Regions from separate parts of the Hordeum vulgare genome. Here region 2 is linked to region 1. A link is a contact called in public Hi-C data. All regions are on one chromosome and are shown on one strand. The core of a region is the stretch at or near the end of the contact, and the rest is flanking DNA. Distances in the headings are between cores, read along the strand shown.

Region 1 (4,227 bases), core at 910-3,409:
ATATGCCTAATGCAAAGGTGAAACAACTTTTACTGTTGCAATCAGAGTACCGCTAGCCGCTGGGTATTTTAAATCATCTAGGATATTTAGGTGTGTCTTGTATATCCCATTCCTTTTTGCTTCAAATGAGTAAAAATCATGCCAATGCGACAGCTAACCATGTAGCATTGTTTCGGTTCTTGTACTTTTATCTTTTCATGAAATAATGTTTTTGTTGCAGGTCTTTTTTGGAGGTGGGGGGGAGGGTTAAATCTAGCAAGACAGAGTTCTACTCCCTCCGTTCCTAAATATAAGTCTTTTTAGAGATTTCACTAGAGACTACATACAAAGCAAAATGAGCGAATCTACACTTTGAAGCATGTCTACATACATCCGTATGTAGTCCATAGTGAAATTTTTAGAAGGACTTATATTTAGGAACGGAGGGAGTAGTTAATAAACGATTAAGCATTTCTGACTGAAGATAGTAGAAGCATCTCATCTAGCAAGACACTGCTGTCACACATAACATCTCACCTTGGCAATAAGAACGCGCAATGTGAGCAATGATTCCTTTCTAACAGCTGCGCTGCCACGGTGACCTCTTGATGCCTCAAATTCTGATGACTTCCATATGAAAATAAACCAAATGAAAGTTCCATCTTACTAACACATGGTTATTGCATCTAAAAGAACATGTGTGCACAAATAATAGAATGGTTTTTGGGGGGAAATTAAAGAATAACTGGGTGGCAAAGGCACTATATAAACAAAAAGAAAAGTGGCGGGAAAAAGAGAAGTGTCCATACATATGTTCAGGAATGAATACTATACCTGTAGAAGAAGTGAAAGCCAATGTCCGATAGCAGGTGAAGCATTATCCGACCGCAGGAATGCAAGCAAGCACTCCTCTGGTTTTGCAGAATGCTTTGGGTGAACCACACTACTAATTTCCGAGCTCAGAATGGTTGGGGTCGTAGGCAATACAGTTGCTTGCTTACAAGAACAGGACTTATCCGAGCATGATTGCAACTGCAGAATCATGGCTCTGAAGCATCTTACTATGCCTAGGCGGAATTCTTCTGAACCCTCGGAAGGTGAAAGTATTGCCCCAGCTGTCAACTTTTTCAGCAACGCAACCATCTAGCACGCCAAACAAAACTATATAACATGTGTGAAAAACTTGGTAGATTCACCAACAGAAAACAACCCACATGATCTATCCAATATATGAAGTGTGGAGATGCTTTGTACCATATGGCCATAGTTAATAGTTCAAAACTAAATTTCCAAAATCAAGTTCTAGTAAGCAGTTACTTAGCAGGTTCTAGATAGGTTGCTAGAGAACTAGACTACACTGCAGAATCATGGGTTGGCTGAATTAATCACCTGATTGAGCGAGGTGAGGTGGCACTTGGTGAGGAGCAACTCAAGGCAGGTGAGCCCGCCTTCGGCGATGGCATCAGTGATGTCGAGCTCCCCGACACCCTGCCCTGCTGCCTTGCCATCCTTCCTGCACTGCACCGCTGCATCCAGGAGCATGAGCAACGGAAACGCAGTATAGCTAGAGAAAAGCACAGGGCACCGAGATTAGATCACGAATCAAAGACACATGCACGCAGTATAAGAAGGGCATATTTTCCTCAAGCAGCGGAGCGTGCGGGGGATGGGGAGTGGGTGTATACTGTATACATACTCGAAGCAGAGCTGCAAGGCGGGGGCGGGCACGGAGCGGAGGACGGCGGTCATGGCGCGGAGGGAGGAGGAGGCGGCGGAATTGGAGGCGGGGGAGCGGCTGCGAAGGACGTCGAGGAGGGCGATGGTGTGGGGCTTGAGCTGGGCGAAGACGGCGGCTAGGGTTTCGTCGGAGGCCGCCGCCGCCGCCGCCGCGGCCTCCATCCCGGTGGGCGGCGACGTTGTGGAAGCGCTACTTGATTGGGTACACCGGCGGGCGTGTGCGCTTCCGGTCGCTGCTCGGAAGGAGACGGGGAGGGAGAGGGGAGGGTTCTAGGTTGTCGGCTTGTTGCGAGCCGTCGTCGTGAGGTTTTTCTGGAAGCGGAGCTCGAGAAGACGAGCCACCAGGACGAACAGCTAAATTTTTGCCAATTTTCAGATATTTTGGCCGCTAATTGTGAGATTAACACATTTTTTCCTCCAATGGAGTAGTTGAGACTTGAGAGTGATTCGTTTGAATTTGTTCATGTCATTTTACACCTTGTAGAACACCGAGTCTTGTTTGGGTATGATGAATTTTGTTGACGGGTGATTATCTATCTCTACTCTCTACCTATTAATAAAGCATGCAGTGCTCCTAACGTACGTCGTCGTTACTTTTAAAAAAAAGTCCCTCCGCTTCTGAGTATTCAACTCGCATTCCCTATGTTATAAAAAGAAAAAAGAAAATTCAAACGAGAGTCCTCCCACCCCCGAGTCCTCCCCAATTCCAAGATCCCTTGCCACACTTCCCCGCTCCCAATTCCCTCCCCAATTCCAAGATCCCTCGGCGCGCGACTCGATTCCGGAGCTACTAGGCAGCTAGCTAGGGTTTGCATGCCCTCGCACCGAGCTGCGTGCGCGATCTCGCCGTCCGTTCGGGGGCTAGGGTTTGGATTGGGGTACAACCCCAAAGCCAGCTCTGGATTGAGATTTGGGGGAGCGGCCGCGGTTCTGGATCGAGCTGCCCCGTGTGCTGCGAGCGATGGTGGTGACTGGAGGAGGGTTCCAGTGACGGTTGGTTTCGGTGGGACAAGGAGAAGCCCGCAGCCATGGTGCGGCTTCTCGGGCTGCGGGGCCTCGGCTTCGGGCCTGAGGAGTCGCCGCGAGAGATCACGGCCGCCGGCGGAGATGCGGCGCCCCTGTCGGGAGCAGCGACTGGCTCGTCCGCTTCTTCGACTCCGCCTTCTTCTGCGAGTGGATCGCCGTCAGCTACCTCTACAAGCACGACCATGCCGGCGTGCGCGACTACCTCTGCAACCGGATGTACACGCTCTCGCTCTCGGGCCTCGAGGCCTACCTCTTCCAGGTCTGCTACATGCTCGTGCACAAGTCCAGCCCCTCCCTCGACCGCTTCGTCATCGACACATGTGCCAAGTCCCTGCGCATGGCGCTCAAGGTGCATTGGATCCTTGCTGTTGAACTTGAGCTAGAGGAAACCGAGGATCTGGATGGGATCGATAAGGTGCAGGAGCAGTGCCAGGCTGCAACCACCGTGCAGGGCGAGTGGCCTGCTATGAGAATCACGGGAGAGATGATTTTTTTGGAAAAGGGGAGAGATGATTGGTTGGGAAGGAAATAAATGTAAGTTTAAAATTACCCTCAAAGTTGACTTAAATTACCCACTATGCCACCCATAAGTTAAAAAACGGTTCAGATTTGTTTTGTCAAAGTTGTGGTCGTGTGCAGTTATAAAGATATGAGAACTAAAAATCATGAGCAGGCGCTCGATTTGGTGGCTAGAGCGGTTGCCTTCCACACAGCACACCCAGGTTCGATCCCCTGGTAGGCACACATTTTTTCATCCCTATTATTCCTCTGTGTATATAACAGAACACATGGGTTAATGGACCAGCCCATGTTTTATTATTTCAGTATATTTTTTTCTTTAAATTAATACATGATTTTCCAAAATTCCAATTCTTTTAGTTTTGAAAAAAATGTTCATGAAATCATAGAATGTTTGGACATTAAAACAAAGGTTCAGAAAATCAGAAAATGTTCACGGATTCAAAAAATGTTGATGGTTTTAAAAAACGTTTGCATATTATAAAATAATTCACACAATGTCTATGAATTTTCAAAATTCGAATACCCAAGTTATTCCCTATTTACAAAAAAATCATCGATTCAAAAAATGTTCACTGAATAAAAAACTGTCCATGCATTTTAGAAAAAAGATAAGTTTACATCAATCGACAAAACTTGATCACATGGACAATGATTTTCTCTTTTTATAGCAGCAAACACGAGTTCATGGGCCAGGAAATAATAATTCATAGAATGTACTTCTTTTTATAGCAGCAAACACTTATTATACCATTTATTTTGTACTTCTTTAAACTAATTCATGATTTTTCAAAATTCCAATTTTTTGAGTTCTGAAAAATATTGTTCATGAAACCATAGAATGTTTGGGAATTGAAACATAGGTTCAGGAAATAATAAAACGTTCATGGTTTAAAAAATTGATGATTTTTAAAAACTGTTCACATGTTATAAAATGATTCACACTTTTGAATAAAATGTTCATGA
Region 2 (4,166 bases), core at 898-3,397, 460 kb after region 1:
GCTTATGCTATCCTGCTCACTTTTCCAACTGAAGCGGATGAAGATAGCAACCAAATACAGTACTTCCCTACTGTTTCCACACCCTCTAAAGGAAGTTAAGGCACTCGATCACAAAACATGAAGGATGCAGCTTGACCTGACGATAAGGAAAAAAGGGCATGCCAACAATCCCATGTTGCAGAGTGCAGATAAAACATTTAAGCACACTCAACTTAAAACATCTCACATTAGGAAGGAATAAGCAGAAAGCTTGCCCTCAGTGCAACTTTCTAACGCTTCAAATTGTATTACTCCCTCCGTTCCAAAATTTTGAACTAAAACACGCCAAGTACTTTGGAACGGAGGGAGTATTAAGCAGGAACTCATGTTTACATAGGATATCATATATGCAAATGATAACTTCTCCAGTAAACCAACTTTCAGAAACAGATAGTCAAGCATAGGGCAAATGACATCATTGCAGGTGTGTGTATATATATTTAACTCTGTGATCACATACGTAAAATTCAGTTTTGGATGATAGAATGAACTGGTTCCACAGACAGGAGTAACTCAAGTTTGCATTTCAAATGCTAAAAGTGAAGAGAATTGCATCACCCCTTTCTTTCGAGGAGGCGATAAAACTTTCAGAGCCCCGGTATCATTGCAAACATATTCATCATCCCGGTACCACTAAGATTTTGGGTTGCCATTCATCCAGTACTCATCAAGAAGAAAAGATTTGCACATCCAGAACAAATATCTTCTTCAGAACTTGGCTCCCGTTCCCCCACTTTTGTTCTAACTAAACCGGGTGAAGCAAATTACGAAGAACAGAAAGATACCTAAACAACCGGTATGACAGGAGCAAGGAGAGAGGATTTACATTGCAGGTCCTCCGCTTGCGGCAGGTTGAAACCCAAGTAAATCCAGAACCTGTTGATCCCCATCTCCCCATCCTAATTGGTTGCTCGTTATTCCCCTCAAGTCTTGTAACCATCCTGCCACCCCTCACATTTCCCCCAGACATGAAAGAATTGCAGGTCTGCGAGCAAGCTATGCCGGCCAAATCCATCTCATTTCACAACAGCATGATTGCTCTGCTCCTCCTCCTCCTTGAGGGCCACATCGTCCTTGTGAACCATATCCCAGAAGAAATCGGTGAGGACAATCTCGTAGCCAGGCATCTTTGCGTAGCCCGGGAAGTAGTTGATGTCAATGACGAGATACCGGTCCCCGGCACGAACATCCCGGATCATGTCGAAGTTGAAGAGCTGCAGGCCCAGGGCACGGCGGAGCCCGCCTGCGATCTCGTTGACGAAATCGGTGGGCGGCATGACGGCGTCCTCTAGCCGCATGTCCTCGTAGTACTCCTCGGCAGTGCGCTGATTGGGGAGATTGGATACCTGGGAGAAGGAGATGGTGCCCTCGGCGGCGGCGTCCTCGAGGATCTCCTTGGAAACGTCGGGCAGGCTGCGGCGCTTGACGCAGGTGACGTGGCCGCCGACGACGTAAACCTTGAAGATGACGCCGCCGTGGTTGACGAACTCCTGCAGGACGAGCGGCGGGCGGAGCTTGCGGAGCCCCTCTCGGTGGTAGACGAGGGACATCTTGTGCGACTTGGCGCTGCCGTCGGCGACGAGGGGCTTGGCGATGAGCGGGAAGCGGAGCGCGGCGAGGAGGCCCGAGTCGGCGAGCGCGGCGGCGTCGTAGACGACGACCTGGCTTGGGATGCCGAAGGTGTCGCGGCGGTCGGCGTCGCCGGGCGGGACGTCGAGCTCGGAGACGACCTGGAGCATGGAGATGCGGTTGTGGAGGCGGTCGATGGCGTGGGGCGGGTCGACGACGGGGACGGAGGGGTAGCGGGCGGAGAAGGCCTGGAGCTGGGCGCGCCAGTCGTGGCCGTAGAGCTTGTGGATGACGAGGTCGAAGGGGCCCTGGTCGGCGAGGGGCCGCGCGTCGTCGACAGGGACGAGGTCGACGCCGCGCGCCGCCGCGCGGGAGATGAGCGAGGGCTTGATGAAGCTGTTCTGCTTCTTGGGCGCGAGCGCGTAGCCGACGACGTAGCGGCGGCTGTCGGCGGAGGAGGCCTCGGCGGCGGCGGCGGCGGCGGCGGCCATTGCGGTCTGGGAGGGTTGGGAGGAATCGGGGGATTTGGATGGGATGGATAACTAAAGGTAGGGGAGGGATGTGATGCCCTCTCTTTTATAAACAGATCGATTCGATCTAATTCTCAGGTCAGGTCCAAAGAATCCTCTTCGTCTCCTCTCCGTGGACCGGGTCTACGCCCGAGGGGATGGCTGCATTTGTTAACATCGTACGATGCTAAGAGGGTGATTGGATACGTTTTAGTTTCATGACTAAAAGTAATGAGACTAAAACTTGCTAGCCTCATCCATGCTTGGATCTAAGTACTAAAGAGACTAAAATCAAGTTAATGAGCATTTATTATCCTTCAAACTCTTCAATCCAGAACTTGCATGAAGAGTTAAATGAGGAGAGAGAGGACTAATGCACATTTTAGTAGGGGTACCCCTGACTAAAAGATTTTAGCCTCAAGACTAGTTTTAGCCTCTCTTTATTCAGGGATGCTTGGAACTTTAGCCTTTTAAAAAGATTAGTTTTAGTCAGACTAGTTTTAGTCTCTTGGATCCAAACATTGCTGTTCTAGTTTTAGTCTTTTAAAAAGACTAAACCCTCATGGACCATCTCATCTCCTCTTTCTTTTGGGTGTTGGTTTGGTTAACCATTGTTGTTCTAGTTTTTTCCTTTCCAGGGCCTGTTATAGTCTCTTTCATGACAAGATGTCTTTCTTAGCACGACTAGATGTATACATACATATACTCATCTCTATAAACACATATGTATTTTATTTTTATGAAAGCATTAAGAAATTGAACTGACATATTTTGTCTTAAGATTGAAGAACTCACCACGGCTTAGACGCATACGCACATACAATGGTCCCAATGAAGGCACTTCATAGTCGATGAGAACATATCCTTCCACTAAACGAGCATTAGTATGAAATAAATCCATCAAAATGAAATCTCAATTCACAATGAGATGTTCATAGTTGCGCAAGAGAGAATTGTTAACATAGTAAGTTACTTATTTGCACAAGAGAGGATTGTTAACATAGTAAGTTACTTATTTGATCTAACTTTAGTAAAATAATAATTGTTTCTAGGTTATTTCAGCATTTCTAGGTGTCCAAATGAGACCTTGATTTAAATACATGGCTTTTCTTACTCTTTTCTAAAATAGTTTGGGCGCAATAATAATCTCAGCTTGGCTCCTTTGCATCCGAATCTTTGAAAAGGTTCACAAAAAGTACAAAACATTCCAAACATGATAATAATTACATCAAAGCTTCTCGACCACTGAATGACCACTATCGTCGTCAGAACGAGCCACGGATGCGGCGTTGTCGTTGCTCCCCTATCGAAGCGGGCATGAACTTGTCAATGACATTCGGTAAGTCTTCATGACGTGTCCCTAAGGACTAGTGTCGTGAAGCCGTAGTCATCATCGTTGAACCCTTGGATCCATGTGAAGTGTCTCACATTAGATCTCTGTCGTCGCACACGCACAGCAAAAAATCCTAACCCCACGGCTCCAAAAAATATGGCAGCCTTCTTTAGGCATTAATCAACTCAAACTTAAATGACATCACAAATAGTGTGAAACACATGACAAGGAAATACCTCCGGACCCGTCTACTTACTAATGTACACAACCACGACAACAGTGACATGTGGTAATTTTGCACAATTAGAATGGAAAATTTGAATGATACGAGCAATCATTTTAACAAACACTCCTTCCATTCTATACATAGGACCTATATGGGGTTTCATTAAGAAAATTATGCAATAAAGAATTACACCAATATATGCTTTAGAAGGTATAAATTTACCCCTAAAAAGGATGGTATAGGTTTAAAATGTTAATGAAGTAGTTTTGGAACTGCACTGACACCAAATTCAACATAAAAATATACTCATTTTGATTTATATTAATTGCCATTGAATTACATTGGAAAAATGTTTCTATTATCAAAAAACAATACACTCTATATAAAAGATTTCGAGAGAAAAAATGTATCTATACGACTAAGCGGCCGTCTCTTATCCCAGCAATAAAGTTTAGGTTCCTCATCATCCCATTGGCGCCCTCCCCGGTAA

The links. A called contact is a pair of places that touch in the nucleus more often than the background predicts.
Region 2: a Hi-C map of leaf shows a contact between it and region 1, with 6 times the contacts expected there. The contact joins the promoter of LOC123436322 here to the promoter of LOC123436254 in region 1. A contact is called at or near these places in 2 of 6 Hi-C or Micro-C datasets (both in leaf).

Annotation. Positions count from the first base shown.
Region 1 is chr1H:355,956,374-355,960,600 of MorexV3_pseudomolecules_assembly, forward strand. LOC123436254 reads right to left here and starts at 2,160. Exons shown (of 19, transcript XM_045115618.1): 1 at 1,676-2,160; 2 at 1,369-1,543; 3 at 814-1,122; 4 at 517-606. The coding sequence starts at 1,878.
Region 2 is chr1H:356,417,788-356,421,953 of MorexV3_pseudomolecules_assembly, forward strand. It overlaps LOC123436322 (inositol-tetrakisphosphate 1-kinase 1), which reads right to left and starts at 2,148. Exons shown (of 1, transcript XM_045115623.1): 1 at 455-2,148. The coding sequence starts at 2,099. The coding sequence ends at 1,056.